Linked DNA regions of Triticum aestivum: region 2 is linked to region 1. The links are chromatin contacts, called in public Hi-C maps. All regions are on one chromosome and are shown on one strand. The core of a region is the stretch at or near the end of the contact, and the rest is flanking DNA. Distances in the headings are between cores, read along the strand shown.

Evidence for each region. A called contact is a pair of places that touch in the nucleus more often than the background predicts.
Region 2: a Hi-C map of an unstated tissue shows a contact between it and region 1, with 9 times the contacts expected there. The contact joins the promoter of LOC123188161 here to the enhancer-like site in region 1. A contact is called at or near these places in 2 of 5 Hi-C or Micro-C datasets (leaf and an unstated tissue) and 1 of 1 datasets of contacts at active chromatin or transcription factors (leaf).

Annotation. Positions count from the first base shown.
Region 1 is chr2A:166,190,064-166,195,987 of IWGSC CS RefSeq v2.1, forward strand. No RefSeq gene overlaps it. Among protein-coding and RNA genes, the nearest start is that of LOC123191606, 110 kb to the left of the region's middle. Within about 2 kb of position 2,613, at least 1 of the 8 cell types and tissues checked has an H3K27ac peak or open chromatin away from gene starts, as enhancers often do.
Region 2 is chr2A:166,404,533-166,410,456 of IWGSC CS RefSeq v2.1, forward strand. It overlaps LOC123188161 (interferon-related developmental regulator 2), which reads left to right and starts at 2,892. Exons shown (of 13, transcript XM_044600205.1): 1 at 2,892-3,307; 2 at 3,411-3,588; 3 at 4,238-4,318; 4 at 4,565-4,647; 5 at 4,741-4,856; 6 at 4,941-5,051; 7 at 5,148-5,260; 8 at 5,342-5,648; 9 at 5,726-5,809; 10 at 5,890-5,924. The coding sequence starts at 3,298.

The DNA.
Region 1 (5,924 bases), core at 1,363-3,862:
TAGTAATACATAAGGCACAACTTTTCATACCTATTTCTTTTGCATGGCAGAAACATCAATAATTAAAATTAGAAAATTGATAACTGCAACTAATCGCGAAGGAGGGAATGGGATTTTCTTCATATACAATGAAGTTGATGTTTAAGAAAGAATTGGATAATATGGACAGAGATAAACAGATATAATTTGTAAAAAGTATAAAGCTGACTTAAAGATAACTATTTTAGAAAAGAGGCCGTTGTAAACCATGTGGGAAAAAATGGGCTACTTGCAACTGCATACAATGTAAAAAGGGGAAACCACAAAACCATCTAAATTTGAACTGTCTTGCTTATTGGCTAATTAGCTCCACAATAGATCGGTGTACTTTGTACCGCAAACATACCATTGAAAGCTCAAAAGCACGGCTTCATGACCTATCCACATGAATTATTTAAGTGTGTGGCATGATTATCATCAATTGATCCATGATTTTAGGAATGATGATTTGGGGTTGAGCGAAACAATGTGCAGCAAAAGACTCCGAGATCTAGAGTTTAACAGATAAATGGCACCGCAAAAAGATTGATCAACAAAGCAATGTAGGTGTCCTAGACTCCTCCTCCTCCTCGCCATAGACCTGCACACAACACATTGGCAAAATAAGAATTGGGGATCTGGAGGAAGAGTGCCAAGCAAGCACGCAAGCAATGCATCTCTAAGTTTAGCAATCAATTGACCCAAGAATCATAATTAATTTAAAAATACCGATGAAGGAGCATATAAAGATAGATACACTTCAATGTGAAATTGTAAATAATTTTGAGGAGAGAGAGAGAGAGAGAGAGAGAGAGAGAGAGAGAGAGAGAGAGAGTAACCAAAGATGAAATATGGACAACATTTGAAGGCATTAGTTTAAATCAAATAGGACTCTTGGTGCCTAATCAACATTTAATGTAGTACGTATCCTCCCTCCTCTAATCTGTACAAATGAAAGAAGAAGAATGATGTGTGTAAAGAAGACGTACCCATGGTAATCTAAACCCACTAAAATGACACGCAAACTCAAATGTGGCAAACAATAAGAATTGTTGTTAAGCATATGAACTTTCTCTCCATATATCCGATATAGTGCAAATAGTGTATAAAATATTTTAGAAATATTATCTGGGTAGGTGCAAAAGGTTGAACTGAAATCACACGTGAAGCCAGTACTCCCTGCAGGACGCAGGATCCGCTCATTCACTTGCAATCTTAGCTATTTTAATTTGAACTCAAAGAAGAAGACCACTCAAACCATCTAATACAAAAAGCCAAAATATTATTTTTGATTCTTGTATTGAAACAAGAAGAACTGATAGCCGATGCAAAGTTTAGATCAGAAAGGTGAATATATAATCTACGCACAAAACTGAAAGCATCTACGTAGGTGTAGGCCGAGTACAATATCCAATTTGTACGCAATTCAGAAATCACGGGCTGTACTGTTCCAAACCTTTGGCGGAGTATCTACGAAGAGCCACACCTTCTGACATGTCGCGCCGATATTTGAATCCATTTGGTAGACGTCCACTTGTTTCAAAAACAAAATAAAATCAGCAGACGTCCAGCCTGCAACTGCAAGTGCAACTCACAATATGTTCGTCAGTTCGGCAAAATTTCATGTTTTGACCCTTTTTCAAAACCTATTCGAGATCTGACTCTAAGTTGAAAAATTTTCGAGATCTGACCCTTTTGCTACCGCCAGAGTCCATGGCAGTAGGGTCTAACAGCCTACCGCCAGAGACTTTAGCGGTAGAAAACATCTCTACCGCCAAACGGGCTGGCGGTAGCCTGCACAACCCTACCGAAGGTGCTTGGCACGAGCACGCACTGTGTTCAATACTTAGGCGGGTTTTGGTGGTAGGGCATGCAACCCTATCGTCAGGGTCCTTGGCGGTAGGCTGTTATACCCTACCGTCATGATCCCTGACAGTAGCAAAAGGATCAGATTCTAAAAAAAATTTCAAACTAGGATCAGATCTCGAATAGGTTTGAAAAAAGGGTTAAAACACGAAATTTAGCCAGTTTTATCTCCCACAAGCGTTACATTCACTGGCAGCAAAGGGAATCCGTACCACTAGTACTGACGCGGTGGTTCATAGTAGCACATGAAGATACCTCTAGGGAAACACAGATAAATTTGATTCAAATCCATGAAGGATCCGACCGTGTCAGCCCTGTTTTCTCTTGTTTTTGCCGGCTAAGTTTTCTGAGCTGTCGTCGATGTGGGCATGCCCCTCAGTAGACCTACAGATGGAGCTGTCATTTCAGCTTAAGAAAAGGATGTCTGTACGCAATCCTCGGGAGCGCATATAATTTGGGCCTGGCCGCGACACGGCACTGCTAAACTATTGCGTTTCCGGATGAGGTCCCTGAGAAGCAAGTTGCATGGGAACGCCCAGATCCTCCAGCGTTCTGAGCCGAAACCATTTTCGGTCGCATCGGATAGGTCTCTGCGCCGGTGGTTGCGGTGACAGCTTTGACATGATGTTTCTTGGAACGAGATGGCGATCTTGTTCTGGAATGCGATGTTCCTTCCTGTCTTTGTAGATGAGCTTGCTCGTGTGCAGGATTCGGTCATAGTCGTGCGTGCAATTCCGTTTTCATTGGTGCCGAGATCGGTTCAATTATTTGGGAGGATTTGCTATTGTCGGTGTCAAGATTAATTGAGAACAACTAGAGATCTTATCCATTGTGATGGCCAGATATCATCAGATATCACCCGAATACGTAGTTGTTAGGGAAAAAGGCGTGCGAGTTCATGGCGTACGCTTGTTGTTGAAGGAATGAACACCTCTGCTTCGTCTTCCTTTTCCTTTCTTTTCTTAAAAAAATGGAAAGTTTCTCCTTTTCCAACCAGAACGAAGATAGTCGGAGGTTTCCACATGCATGGGAAATGTGAAGCTTTCTTAATGTTTAATCGATCTTCTTTAGTGGTGTTTCTTTCCTAGGCGAAACTCGTGGCGATGGTGGCAGTCTCCATCCACCTCTGTTAGGATCTGAGCCAGTTAAAACGTGTCGAGTAAAGCATGGATGCTACTTGTATCTGCATCGAAAAAATTGCGTAAAAAGTGGCCGATATATACAACTGGTGCCTCCGGAGTAGCTGCCGCTCAGCCCGTCAGCCTTGTGTCTCGTCGTCGTTTCGGTTCTGTGTTTCAAGATTTGTCAGGTTGTGTATCACTGATGGACTGCGGTTCTACCCACTTCCCTTTCATCTACTGTCGGCCGGATGCATGCATGCTTCTGATTAGATGTAAGTTTACTGAGATTTGTAGTAGTAATAATAGACTGTATATTTCCCCAAGTCAAATCTCATCAGTATCACCGGGTACCACGCTAGACCGAGACGCCAACGGCAACGGATAGCGTGACTGTATCAGACAGCAACTCTTTTCCGCTCCTTCGTACGGCTGGATCGATCTACAGGAGTAGTATAGGTAGGTAGGGAACTTATATATGATATCTCAAGGAAGTCTGGTAACTACGCAAGGGTCGGTGCATCTTGCACAAACGTTGGAACACATCGGCCGTGCCCACGAATGCGCACGGTACAGAGGCTGCACCGATTGGCGACATGGTGGATGGATAGGGGGGAGACCTCGCTTTCCAAGTTTCGGGTGCACGGCTCGCGCCCATGTTGCGTTGCGCCCGTTTGCAACGGCAGCTCGAAGGTCTCGGCCCATGCCTCATCTAGCTTCGTCATCAAGAAGGCGGAATGAGAGGAACAGCCCAATAGGCAAAGGTGGTCACCATCTATCCATCTCGGCGATCCACTACAGACTATGCAAACTGAACAGGTCATCACTGTACTGTTTCTTTTTTTTGGAGGAATCACCGAATTGTTTGTCTTATCAGAAAACACTGAACTGGTACCAATATGCACCAAAATATCAAATACTGAACTGGTACCATTTTTTTATCACAATACAGGCACATACACACATACACACATACACTCATCACTGTAAACCCACGCACACTCATCCTACCCTATGAGCACCTCTAAAAGATTAAGCCGACACATTATCTTGAGATTGACGAAGTCGGCACAAACGCTTTCGTAGTCGACATGAACATCTGCTCCCAAACATAACCGGAAGACCTGATATAAATAAAGGAAACTGCGAACACTAGTGAATTGAAATTTGGTGAGCTTTTTTTTTTGAGACACTGAAATTTGGTAAAAAAGGCCCTCGCGTCGCTCCCTCGCGTCTGAAATTTGGATCAGAACATTAAGGTAAAAAAGGCCCTCGCGTCGCTCCCTCCCCAGGGGCGACACGGGCGGCGACCAAATCGCCAAGGCCTCCGGCCACCACACCCAATCCCACCCCTCGCCGTCGCCGGCGCCTCCTGCGGGCAAAGCTCTCATGGAGCAGGCGGCGGCGGGGCTCCTTTTCTCGCGGTGGGCGGCTCCTCTCACGAGCGGGGGATCTCTGAGCGGGGCGACGTCGGGCGGAGGGCGGCGGCCGGAGCGGCGTCGTGCCTCTTGCGGGCGGCGAGTGGGGCGCCGGGGCGGCGGCCTCGGTCCGGGCTCCTGATGTGGCCGGGGTGTGGACGGCGCGCGCTCGCGCAGCGGCGGCTCGGATCCGGCTGTGTGCGTGGGGCGCGGTGACTGGCCGGGCGCGGTGGTTGCAGGCGTGCGTCGGGCGCGGTGACCAGCTGGCGTGGCGGGTGTGCTCCTCTGGAGTGCGAGGTGTGCTGCGGAGGGAGAACATTAAGGTAAAAAAGGCCCTCGTGTCGCTCCCTCCCCAGGGGCGACACGGGCGGCGACCAAATCGCCAAGGCCTCCGGCCACCACACCCAATCCCACCCCTCGCCGTCGCCGGCGCCTCCTGCGGGCAAAGCTCTCATGGAGCAGGCGGCGGCGGGGCTCCTTTTCTCGCGGCGGGCGGCTCCTCTCACGAGCGGGGGATCTCTGAGCGGGGCGACGTCGGGCGGAGGGCGGCGGCCGGAGCGGCGTCGTGCCTCTTGCGGGCGGCGAGTGGGGCGCCGGGGCGGCGGCCTCGGTCCGGGCTCCTGATGTGGCCGGGGTGTGGACGGCGCGCGCTCGCGCAGCGGCGGCTCGGATCCGGCTGTGCGCGTGGGGCGCGGTGACTGGCCGGGCGCGGTGGTTGCATGCGTGCGTCGGGCGCGGTGACCAGCTGGCGTGGCGGGTGTGCTCCTCTGGAGTGCGAGGTGTGCTGCGGAGGGAGATCCTGCTCGTCTTCTCTGCTGCTTCGCCTGTGCAGCTCCGATTGGATCTGGTGCAAGGTGCATCGATCTGGGTGATGCGCTTCGCGATGCGGCGTGGGTTGCTGCGGTGGAGGTGGCTACGGTGGTGCTACGGTGGTGGACGGCGGCTTCGGCCAGGGGGTGGTGCGTGTCTGGTCGCGGTGGATCGTGGGATCCCGTGGCAAGAATGAGGTCGGCCTCAGCAGGTGGTGGCTGGTGGGTGGCGGTCGGTGGTGGTAGGTGGTCGGCGCATCTTCGGGAGAAATCTTTGCTCCGGCCTTCTTCGGAGCCGGCGACGGCGGTGCCCGCAGGTGCCGTGATCTTTTTTGGAAGCGTCGCCGTGGAGGTGTGCTCCTTCTCCCCACGGCTTTGGCTTCGGAGGGAAACCTCAGATCCGCTGGATCGGGCGATGGAGGCGTCTTCGCGTCTTTCTCCTCCTTGGGGGCATCGTCTCGGAGCCGGCTACGACTGGGAGACTGGTGGATTGCGGCATCTTCGTCGTGGATGGCGGCATCTTCGCCGTGTGTTGCTGAGGCGGGGCGCTGGTTTCTGTTTGGCAACGATGATGTCGTCGAGAGGAGCTCGGGTCGCGGCGTGGACTTCGGTAGTCGGTTCTTCCTGGCGTGTCCGAGGTGCTCTTAGGGCACGGTCGGCGCAAGTCCTGCATATTTCCCTGGTGAGGCTCGTCG
Region 2 (5,924 bases), core at 1,642-4,141, 210 kb after region 1:
CTTCCTATCAAGCACAAGAACGTGCTCACCATCCTTCTTAGGAGCATCAACGTTGATGGTGTCTGACTCCTGGGTGTCTGGATACTCGGCCATCGACGAGCCCAGTGGCTGACCAGAGCCCATGGCATGCTTGCCGGTTGCCAGCTCGATGAAGAAGATCCGCTATATATGGTGGTAGTTCTTGATATGTGTGTTGAGAAACTCTGCATCCTTGGGGTGAGCCTAAGAAGAAACAAGGCAGAGAGGTTAGTTAAATATGGCAATGGTTCATAGGCTTAAACTGTTGGTTTGTTAGAATGATATGGTTTGTGAGCTAATCATGATGTGGCCTTGGTAGTTCTCTGGCTCCAAAAGGATCGAGCGGGTGTTCTCATCCCATGAAGCATCGCCGAGGTCTCTGAACTTGGACGCGGTGATCCACCTCGCTCTCCACTTCCTTATGTGGTTGTACACCCTGGATCGAGGTGACCTTCTGTCCGCAGAAGTCGAACATATGCTTTGCAACAAGGTTCAAATGCACCTCCAAACCCTTGTTAGTCCTCACCCCACTAGCTATGACTCACACATCTTGTTAAGCACAAAAGTGGAGAGTAATGACTGCCATTTCATACTGTTCCCCTACTATCCTTCTTCTCCTTTGTGGCTGCCTTTTGAGTAACAACATTGGGCTGAGCCAACACAAATGGAGGGACCGTAGGCGGCACTTCAAAAACGTCTGAATCAGAAGGCATCTGGTCCATAGGAGTGTGGTAGTCCTCGACGTATGACAGCGGGAACTGGCTCTCGGGCAGCATGAGGGCCTGACTAAACTCTTGCGTGGTCATGTCCTACAAACGTAAGCGTCATCAACAACACAACACACTACATAGACAGTAGGAGCTAGGAGTACAACATGGACATATCGAACTAGCAGTAACACATGCACACATGGATGATCTAGTTGAAGATAGCACTACCAAATCCATCATAGCATACCACAGTTCAACACAGCATAACAAAGCAGTAATCACGGACACATGTTGTTCAACATTTGCACAGTAGCATACCACACATCTAAGCATACTATCCATCCATCCATGACCACTAGCTACCAATGCTGGCTCACATGGAAACAACCCCTAGCATGCTCCAAATCCATCACAAGTAGCTACTACAACATCATAGTCAAACAGATTGGAAGATCTAACCCTATCACATCGACAAATCTAGTTAGAACTAGTAGAGAGGAGATGATGATTGAACTTAGAGACGCCATCGGAAGAGCCGCGGAGGAGGTGAGGAGTCGATCCGCCGTCGCAGTCAACCGGTCACTGGAGTAGTTACACCGCTTACCTCGTCGTCGAAGTGGATTCACGCCGGAGAGAAAGCTCGAGATGGGGGAAATGGTGGCGGGAGTTTTGCCGCGGTGGTCGCCCTGGATACCGAATCGGCGGGCGGTGACTCGAATTCGTCCCGCCACATTTTCAGAGATGCGCCATCGCTCCCGCCATCTCCCTGCCTGCAGCTGCGCGGCGCGACGTTTCCCTCCCGTGCATCGCTCGCTGGCAGGGCCGGCTGAGCATTGCTTTAAGTTTCGTCCGGACCGAAATTTGAACGCGACCCAGATAACCAAACAACACAAAATCATTCCGCCCGAACCTGGCTGAACCTAATGCGAGCAACCAAACGCGTTTAAAATGAACAAAACGCGGATCGTTGGAGTTGCTTTTATGTATTGGAAGAAGCCTAAGCATGGAGCTCCCCCGCAAAAAAAAAGAGCCTAAGCATGGAGCCGCCCTTCGTCAGCAGTGGAACCCGTGGCTCCGACGGACGCAGCTTCGGTACCTGTGGGCCAAAGGAAAGCATCGTCCGGCTCCGACACCAGGCTCGAACACTCTTGCTGTGGAGCGCGTCGGCTGCTAATAAACGTGGCGGGATCCCACCTTGAGCGGTCCTGCGGGCTTTCCTGCCAGGTGCCAGCGAACGGCAGGTCGGCACGGCGCAGCGAGCGGCCTACACCTCAGAGCAACCCGCGTGTCACCGCAAACACATGTCCTCGGATAGGATAGCCGACGCGCCGCGGTGGGGGCTCGGCGCCACTTGCCGCTTGCCACGGCGCCGCGCGCAATCGAGCCGAGCGGTATGGTGTCGACACGGTTTGAGACTCTGAGGCCGTCGACGTGGGCGCCCGAGGCCGGTTGCCCGCGCGCTCGCTCGCCACACAGCAGCGCCTGGGTCTGCTGAACCGTACGGGGGAGTCGGGGAGAGAATATCCGGCGAGCAATTCCGGACCAGCGGCATCTTGCTTATCGCACCCCTGAAAATTCTCATCACAAGGAAAAAGATGCCATGCAGGGACGTGCAAGGGTCCGTGGCCGATCCGGCGTAAGTTTGACGGCCAAACATCACGCCTAGCCAGTGAGTCACTCCATCATTATTAACACAGAAGGGGCGTGATTCAACGCTCTATTTTTGGGCGTCTATTTAAACACGCTCTCCCACTTGATTTAGGTCGTGGTAACACGGCAGGGTGGCCTGTGTTGCGAATCAGTGTCAAAGTTTTGTAACTTCACACCAACGCTTTTTCCGGTGAATTTTGCTTTGCAGTATACCCTTCTTGTTGCCCACAAGCTATGCATGCCATGTTTCGCTCCATGAGGTGAAACGCACGTCCTTGACTCCTTGTGAAACGCAAGGCGGTGTATTGTATGAGTTTGATAAAAATGATGATGATCCGTCTGAGTTCATCACGTTCGAGTTTCTCATCAGAAAAAGCAAACGGAGCCGAGGAAAAGAAGCCATCGACCGATCGACGGCACTCGTACCGTGCCCTAGTTCCCAACTCGGACCCCGCCTCCCTCCCTCTTCCCCCCTCCACCGCTCGTTTATATTTGCCCCGTTCCCCACCCCGCACGCCCGAAGCCGCCTCCCCCCGCCCTCCCCCGCCGAGCCCAAGAGAGAATCGGAGACCACGGCCCGGCCAGCTCCTCCCCGACCCCGCGCCCTCCTCGCTACTACATGGCAGCTCCGCGTCTCCACGGCCAATCCGACTCCGAGACCCTCAAGAACAACCCCTGCTTCTGCTTCTGCTTCTCCTGCCCCTGTCCTCAGCCGCGCGCCGCGCATCTCGATTCCGCCGCCGCCGCTGCCCCCGCCCGCGCCCGCTCCTGATTGGGCCCTCGCGTGCGCCGCGTCCTGACTCCTGACCGACTGTCGCTGCGCGGGTTCTTGCGCGGTGCCGGTGGTTTCTTGCTGCGATTCTTCCTAGGACGCCGTCCGTTTCTTGATTCCGGTTTCTTGCTGCCGCGCGGCCTCGCCATGGGGAGGAGTAAGTCTTTGTTTCGCCGGCTGCTTGTTGCTCCTCTCTTTCCAGCTGATTCGGCTGTGGGGTTCTGATTCTGATTGGTTTTGGGGTGGCGCGTCTTCCTCAGGCAAGAAGAGCAAGGCCCGCGGCGCCGGAGGGGACGACCTTCTGGACAGCAGCGACGCCGACAGCGTGGGCTCGTCGTCCACCGCGCTCTCAGATCTCTCCATCTCGTACGCCACCGAGAACGTCAACTCGCACGAGTTTGTTCTCGACAAGTACATCGACGCTCTCTACGAGAAGAGGTTGAGCTCTATAGCATTTCTTTATTTGTGCTATCACCTGCAGCAGTCTATGCCCAACGTGTGCTATGCAAATAGATGGGTCGTTACTGGTGTAGTGTGGTAGCATCACAATAGAGAGGAATGATGGTTTGGCAGCTGGTCCTAGTCGGCTGGCAAATGTTGATTCTGTGGATAGATTAGGATGATGTTGTTAACCTGACATTTGATATACAATGCTACACGGCTTCATGTTGGACTAGACCCTCTCCTTTACCTGTTGGGTTTTACAAGAACTTAGTAGCTTGGACTGGGCCTCCAGTGTTTGGTTCAGTCTATATCTGATTGAATTTAGGCCATGATGATTGATTGAAAAAACTGCATTATCCTGTAGCTCATGTTTTTATTACTTGCTGGGTCATCGATTGTTGTTATATTATGAAGTTATGTCAAGTTCTACTCAGGAAGCCTTTCATAGGTAGCTCATTTGTGAAATTTGACTTCTGATAAGTAATAACTAGCGAGTATGCCTTTCATAGTCGGCAAATTTAACTTCATGTTTTGATTAACCGGACATTCCACCCTTTGCATCAGCCCCATCATGTAAAATGTAGAAGTAGTCATGTTGGTTTTGTTTAGTGCACTCAATATAGTATTATTTATATTTGAGCAGGGGGTCTACAAGAGAGGCAGCATTGGCTTCGTTGGTTGATGCTTTCGAAAGTTTTATGCTTGGTGGTCTTGTTGAGAACAAGTAAGTTAGTACATTCTACTGACCAATCTTTATTATTGCATGTGAAGTCGGTAGTTACTTGAACTGTTAGTATAGACATACTAGACATTTGCGTATTTCATATGCACAAAACACTTCACATCTCAAGCTCAAAATTTTATCGCTAACCCCTGTCCTTTTACATCATGGCTCCCTCTTAACTACAGATGTATTTTTGTCCGAATCCACTGTTTAATACTGTTACCAAATTTATTTTCTCTTCTGAAGATATGCCACTCTACTGAGTCTATTCAATACTTCGATCAAGAAGGGATCTACCAAGGAGGCTTGCCTGGCATCTCGCGCCATTGGTTCGTCTCCTATCCATTAATGTTCTTTTCCCCAGTTCCACCTCTTTGGAGTTTGCTTACACCGTTTTTGGCTGTTGTGTTCTTGATTTGCAGGGCTACTGTCTATTACACTTGGTGCTGGCAGTAGCTCACATGAAACAATGGTAGAATCACATCCACAGCTTTCTAAGGTCCTTCAAACCTGGTCGGATGCTTCAAAGATGATCTCTGTAAGTGAAAAGTTTTTCTGTTCTTCTAAGCTTCCAGATTTCATTTACATTTTCAGTGATGTGATCTATGTTGACATGTTGTAGGCTCTTGACTGCTTGGCCGTCGTCACATTTGTTGGTGCAACTGATCTGGCTGAAACAGAGGTATCTTTGAAAGCCATGTGGGATGTGATTCATCCAAAATCAGGTTCAAATGTATGTATAGGTGCCGTTGATTTATTATCATATTTTGTGAACTGGTTCTACAAAGAACTCTATTTGATATTTTTGTGACTCCCGACTTACCTGCAGGTCGGTACTGTCCGGAAACCAAGGCCACCTGTGTTAGCAGCTGCTCTATCTGCATGGACTTTTCTGCTAACAACTATTGGTTCATGGCGGATAAACACTGATAGCTGGAAGGAGTCAGTAACTCTATCTCTCTCCCCTCTAAATTATATCATCCATTTCATTATTTACTTATTTTATGTTTTACTATTTGCCAGGCCAATTGCGTTTCTCTCTACTCTTCTAGGAGCAGAGGATCGTGCTGTTCGGATGGCTGCTGGTGAAGCATTAGCTTTGTGCTTTGAGTTAAATCTACTTGATATCTCCCCTTCTGAAGATGCTGATGATGACACTGGAGTACCTGGTAGCTCTAAGGGCAAACTTTTCCTGGATATGCAAGCATTGAAAGCCAAGATAGCCGGTCTTGCCTCAAATCTCTCTGCAGAGGCAGGGGGCAAAGGTGCAGACAAGAAAAATCTTTCTGACCAAAGAGATCTGTTTCAACGGATTTTGGATTTTGTCAAGGTCTGTTTCATTTCCATTCTTACTTAATTTTCAGTTTTGGTCTCTCTTCCAAATTCTTAATAGCAAACTGTTTCCAGTATGGCGAGTGCCCTGAAGAATCAATGAAGATTGCTGGAAAACGTGATGTTTTAAGGGTTGCATCATGGTCTGAATTGATTCAGGTGCTTGCTTCTTTCTTTCAGTGGTTCCTGAATTGCTCTGCATTTTCACATGTCTTGGCTAATTTCCCCTTGATCATCAGTTAAACTTCTTCAAACGATTCCTTGGGAGAGGCTT